2 separate regions of the Triticum aestivum genome follow, and region 1 is linked to region 2. The links are chromatin contacts, called in public Hi-C maps. All regions are on one chromosome and are shown on one strand. Each heading gives the region's core, a stretch centred on a gene start, on an enhancer-like site or on the middle of the called end of the contact. The rest is flanking DNA. Distances are from core to core; before and after follow the strand shown. Region 1 holds the start of LOC123079706 (epsin-3). Region 2 has its middle 7.9 kb from the start of LOC123074969.

Region 1 (2,925 bases), core at 202-2,701, 120 kb before region 2:
GCCGCTGCTGCCCGAAGCCGTGGAACGGGTGGCGGTGGTGCCGCTCCTCCGCCGCCTCCTCGCAGACGCTCCTCGGGTCGGGCCGGGACACCAGGTTCTCCTTGTCCTCGCCCTCGCCGTCCTCCTCCTTCCACGGCCGGTCCTCGTACCGCGAGTGGCTCCGCCCGTACACATGCGGCGCCGCGCGCGAGCCGCCGCCGCTGCTGCTGAGGTTGAAGCTGCCGAAGCCCTTGATCTCGCGCGCCACCTTGCGCGCCCGCTCGCGCTCCTCCTCCAGGAACGGCCCCCGCTCCAGCAGCTTCAGCACCCGCTCCGACTTGCCCTTCACCGTCAGACCCCAGTTGAAACTGCACCGCAAATTCCACAAGAACATCAGAAAATTTTCAACCCAAGGACAGAACAAGAATGAATAACGTGTAGGAAGAGGCAAAGATCGAGATCGAACCCTCTCTCGTCGATGTGTTGGAAGGTGGCCATCTGCCGGATGACCTCCCGGTCCTTCTGGAACTCCAGGGCCACGCTGCGGGGGCCGTGCGTCAGGAGGTGCTCCAGGAGCAGCAGCGCCTTGTACGGCTCCCGCCACTGCCTCCGGTCGAACGTCGCCAGCCTGAGGATCGACCCATCGATGCTGCCCCGAGTTAGACGGCGGGCGGAGAAGAAGGGAAGAGCGTCGATCCGGTGCGGCGAAGGAGAGGGAGAGGGAGAAGGTCACCTGGTGTGGAGGATGTCGGAGATCCTGAGGTACTCGTCGATCTCGAACGCCTCCCGCGCGATGAGGCTCATCGTCTTGGCGTTCGGCAGCGATGCGTCCCCGTTCGTCGCCTCCTCCGTCATCCTGCATGGGCAGCCACTCTCTCTGTCAGACCTTGGCAGAGCAACGGTACACCATGAAAATGAAACGGAGGACAGGAATGGATTGTCGATCGGGGAGGGCCGGAGGGGTCACGTACAGCTGCGTCGGGGTGACGTCGGTGAGCACGAGCCGCGCGGAGCGGATCTTGCCGGTGAGGTAGGAGGAGGCCTGCCGCCGGAGCTCGTGGAAGAAGGGCGCGTCCATGGCCGGCTTTCACGCACGCACGCACGCACGCAAGAACTTCCCCTTACCCTCGAACCTCCCGACCGCGCTCGTTGTCGCCGAGGAGGATCGGACCGGTGCGGGGTGGATATAACAAGGCGACGCGCAGAGTGCCGTCACGTCACTCCCGTCAACCGCGCGTGGGTGCGTCCGCCCGCCCCCCAATGCCGGCAATGGCAGTGGCGATAGGCAAAAGCAGCAACCACTCCACTCCGCACAAGGGCGCAAGCCAACAAGCGGTACGGGGCCGACGGAAGCGCAACCACTCCTCTCTCTCCCGAGCGCGCTAGTGACGCGGAGACGGAGACTGGGAGGAGGCAAAAATGGATCGGTAGTAGCCGGCGGGAGCGTTGGAGGTTGGACGGGACGAGCTTATTTGGAGGGGGAGGGAGAGCGCTGCGCTCCATGCCATCCGCTGGTGGACGTGGACGTGGATCCACTGCGGCTTCTTGTTTCTAGTGGCTTCGGACCGTTCGGGGGGCAGCGAGCGAGTGGGGTGGCGAAACGAAACGTCAACCGGTTGGACGGGACGGCAGCAAGTTTGAATTTTGAATTACGTGGTGCGGCGACGGCAGGCGGGCGGGATGGCGTACGTGGTGGGTCGTATACGAGGTCACGTGGTGTCGCCCGTTTACTCGTGGCGCGTGGCCCGTGCGCCGGCGGCCCCGGTGGGGCAGGTGGTGCCTAGATTGTGCGTGGCACTGTGACGTGGTGTAGCACTCGCGTGGTAGGGCGGCAGCCAGCAGGGACGCACGGAGGCGTCTAGAACAGATGAGAACAAACGCGTCACCACGTTTTTCTATTCTCATAGCAACACGTAACAACTGGCGAACCCGAGCCAAACCCAGCCCCTCGGGAAACGCCTGGGGCGCCGGCTGAAGCGAAAAGACGCGTGGGGTCGCGCTATCGGCGACAACGGGCATATTCCTGCCGTTTTTACCCGCCTTTTCCCTCCATTCCCCCATTGCCCCCCTTCTTCCCTGCCGTTCCCGCCATTCTACTCATCAAACCTGAGCGCCATGCCGCCGAAGAAATATGTGGCCCCTCGCGTCGTCGATTTCACCCAGCCGAAGCAGAGGAAGGCGAGGGCGCCGATGGCAAGGCCACCGGGCTTGTCGAACGCCGAGTGGAGGGCCAATGTTTAGCGCCGGGAGGCGGTCACTACCGACCGGCGGAACAGACTCATCACCAAGAGGGCCAGGGACTCGCGCGGGGGGATGATGAACCTTCCGCCCGGCCACTACCCACAAGCCGCTTGGGGGAGCCAGCCGAGCGTCGCGTCGCCAGCCAACTTCTCGCCGCCCCCGCCGCAATGGGGGGACGCCCCCTCGCCTGGCTACTCCGACGGCGACGCGCATGGCGGTCCCCAACATCACCTTCGCACACGGCTCCGTGCCACAGTTCAGCAACACCGACGCCACCGACGCCGACATGGGCGAGATCATCACGAGCGGCTCGGTCGCCGCCGCTTCCTGCCCCGAGTTCCACGCACAAGACGAAACGATGGACACCGCTGTCGACATGGACGACGAGTGATACGTCTCCAACGTATCTATATTTTTTTGTTCCATGTTGTTATATTATCAATCTTGGATGTTTCATTATCATTTTATAGTTATTTTATATCATTTTTTGGTACTAACCTATTGACATAGTGCCAAGTGCCAGTTGCTATTTTTTCCATGTTTTTTACATCGCAGGAAACCAATATCAGACAAAGTCCAAATGCCATGAAATTCCATGATAATTTTTTATGGGCCATAAGGAACACAACGGGCCCTGGCTGCGCCTGGGGGTGCCCCGAGGGAGGCACAACCCACCAGGGCACGCAAGGAGGCCCAGGCGCGCCC
Region 2 (2,700 bases), core at 20-2,519:
AGGTGGACCAAGAGGTGAGGCATCCTTACCTGTGTGCATCTCAGCTACAGATATCTCTGGTAGAGCTTGTAGGTGTGCGCAGTTGTGTGCTTCGAGCAGATTGGGGTTGAAGAAATAAGTTGATGCAATTCCTGTGTTTCTTTTGAAGATTGTTATGGTTTGTCTCACCTATGCTGCATTCGTTAGCTAGGAAAAATTGGATGTTGAGTTCATTATCGGCGGATCGAACCATTTGCAGCTTAGTAGCTGTTTGAGAAAAAGTCCCCAGCCTCGGCTGTGTGCAGAAATCAATTTGATTCAGTTTCTGTATTATCTTCTCAGGGCTGTTATTGTTTGTCTGATTTGGAAGTTTCACAAGTTTTGTATGAAATTGCAAGTTCAATAAATATTCCACAAGCAATTGGGCCCGTGGTATCCAAACAATCAGAGGCTTGGGCAAGAAAATTCATCAATATTACGCGATGTCGCTTGGAATAGTGCGTTCTGCATGTGGCCATCTGTGGGAGAGGTCCAGTACGTTCCAGTTGCTGGTCTAGAACGTCAAGTTCCGTCTGTGCCGATGGTGAGTTAGCATATGGGAGCAATAAATTCGAACGAGACATGCGTGGGCCAGTGTTTCTGAACTGGACAAATACGTGCAGAAATACATGCTCTGTTGTGCATCTCCATGCAGCTGTGTGGTTCAGATTTCGAGAGCATCTAAGCCCGGGCACCGAATTGAGTTTTCCGTTATTGTTTCCCTTTCTCTCTTTTTTCTGTCAGGAATGAAATATTATGTGGTGTCGTCTCACAATGTATCATTCTCGAAGCTATCTGCAAACAATGTTGTAATCTAATGTGTTTTATTCTTTCAACTCGATGGGGATATGCGGCGGCCCAACTCCAGCTCAGCGCCACCAGACATGGGTAGACGTGCGAGATCCGTGGCGGCAGCATGCCGTGGAGGAGGAAAGACGTGTGAGAGGGAGTTGCTCGCCGAGAGGCTGCCATGGAGGAGAAAGCCAACCAAATCGCCACCGTGCTACCTGCTCCTCTAAACAAATTCTGTACCCATGTATGTAAGGCGCTGCTCTGTAAGGCGTTGCTCCCTCCAGTGACCCATGCCCTTGGCTCTTTGAACCGTGTGACGACAACTAGGAGGACGAGCTGTGGCGGAGGGCCAGCTACGCTCCTTTGACTTCCGGTTCCTGTTGGCTATCTCCATCGAGGTTATTATGGCCTCCGGGCGCATGAACACCGCCCTAATGATGTGATGGGTGTGATGGATCTTGCGAGGCGAGGGCGGTCTGTGGCTGCAGCTTCTTTGAGCGAAATACCTTAGGGGTGAGCCCCACCTGGCATTCCGCTCGGGGGTTTTCAGTTTTGAAGATCCATCCAACGGATTAAGGAGGATATTCGTCTAGGGTCTCTTTCACTATTGAAAATGGGGAAGGAACCCAATTTTGGCTGGACCCTTGGATGGGTGGCGAGCCATTTAGGGCGAGCTTCCCTAGTCTGTTCGCTATCTACGCGGACCCGACGCTCCTGGTGTCCGCGGCATCCCAAGATGGGCAATGGAACACCCCGTTCCGTCGCACATTTGGGCAGGCGGAAAACTGAGGAGTGGGGTTGCGGGGGTGAGGATGCATGGCGACGCGGCGTAGGAGGCGGGGTTGCGTGGCGGCGCAGCTGAGGAGGTGGGGCTTGGGACGAGGAGGGGCGGTGCGCGGCGGTAGGAGGCGGGGTTCAGGACGAGGAGGGGCTGCACATCGCCGAAGGACGTGGGGCGGCTGGTGGTGGGTTGTGGAACATGGATACAGGTTAGGGACAAACTAGGCCCGGTCGTGCTCTTTTTTTGTTTTCTTGAGTTTGGGAACATTGCGTCGCGCCTAAATAGGGCGAACTGTTATGAGAATACTATTATGATCCTATGAATCCGAACACACTTTTTCTTTATTTTTTTCATTTTGTCTATTTTTAAAATTCTTGTTTCCCTTTTTATTTTTTTTATTTTTCTTTTTCAAGTCCATTTGTTTTCAAACTTGAACAAGAATTTCAACTTTTGTTCGGAATTTCAAAATATGTTCTCACTTTCAAAATTTGTTCGCAAAATTCAAAAAATGTTTGTGAATTTCACAAATTGTTCGCGGTTTCAATTTTTTCATAATTTAATTTTTTTTCCTATCTACAAAATTTATTTCAAAATTAAAAACAGTTCAGAAATTTCAAAAAATATTCGTTGTCCAAAATTTTGTTCACAAATTCAATTTCCATTTACGAAATTTGTTCACGATCTCAAAAAAACGTTCTGTTTCTTTTAAAATTTGGACAGAAATTCAAAAAAGTTTCAGAGAGTTTTTAATAATGTTCGCACTTTCAATTTTTTTTTTAAATGTTCCCGTTCTCAAAAAAAATTGTTCACAAAATAAAAAAAGTTTGGGCAAATTCACTGTAAACTAGTCGCCTTTGATCGTTCTTATAACTCGCGTTTCGTAACTGGCCATTATAAGTCATCAGGTCGTTTGGCTAGGGACAAGCGCTTACCAGCGTGAGGTGCAGGTTCGATCTCTCGCTCGATTTTTTGATTTTTGGACAATTTCCAGCGTGATAACGGGCCGGCCCGCCGGGAGGCTGTCCCTGTGCGGCGCGCGCCGAGAGGTCCCATGCGCCGCATTTTGCGTCAAATTGCTGGGCGTTCACATAGGGCTACTCGTTCGCGAG

Evidence for each region. Hi-C and Micro-C count contacts between places; a contact is called where the count stands out from the background.
Region 1: a contact with region 2 is called in a Hi-C map of leaf, with 8 times the contacts expected there. The contact joins the promoter of LOC123079706 here to the enhancer-like site in region 2. A contact is called at or near these places in 3 of 5 Hi-C or Micro-C datasets (leaf and root).

Annotation. Positions count from the first base shown.
Region 1 is chr3D:464,593,294-464,596,218 of IWGSC CS RefSeq v2.1, reverse strand. LOC123079706 (epsin-3) reads right to left here and starts at 1,451. Exons shown (of 4, transcript XM_044502504.1): 1 at 951-1,451; 2 at 713-835; 3 at 446-607; 4 at 1-347. The coding sequence starts at 1,057.
Region 2 is chr3D:464,478,145-464,480,844 of IWGSC CS RefSeq v2.1, reverse strand. No RefSeq gene overlaps it. Among protein-coding and RNA genes, the nearest start is that of LOC123074969, 7.9 kb to the right of the region's middle. Within about 2 kb of position 1,269, at least 7 of the 8 cell types and tissues checked have an H3K27ac peak or open chromatin away from gene starts, as enhancers often do. A contact at or near this core is called in leaf and root, where this site is marked.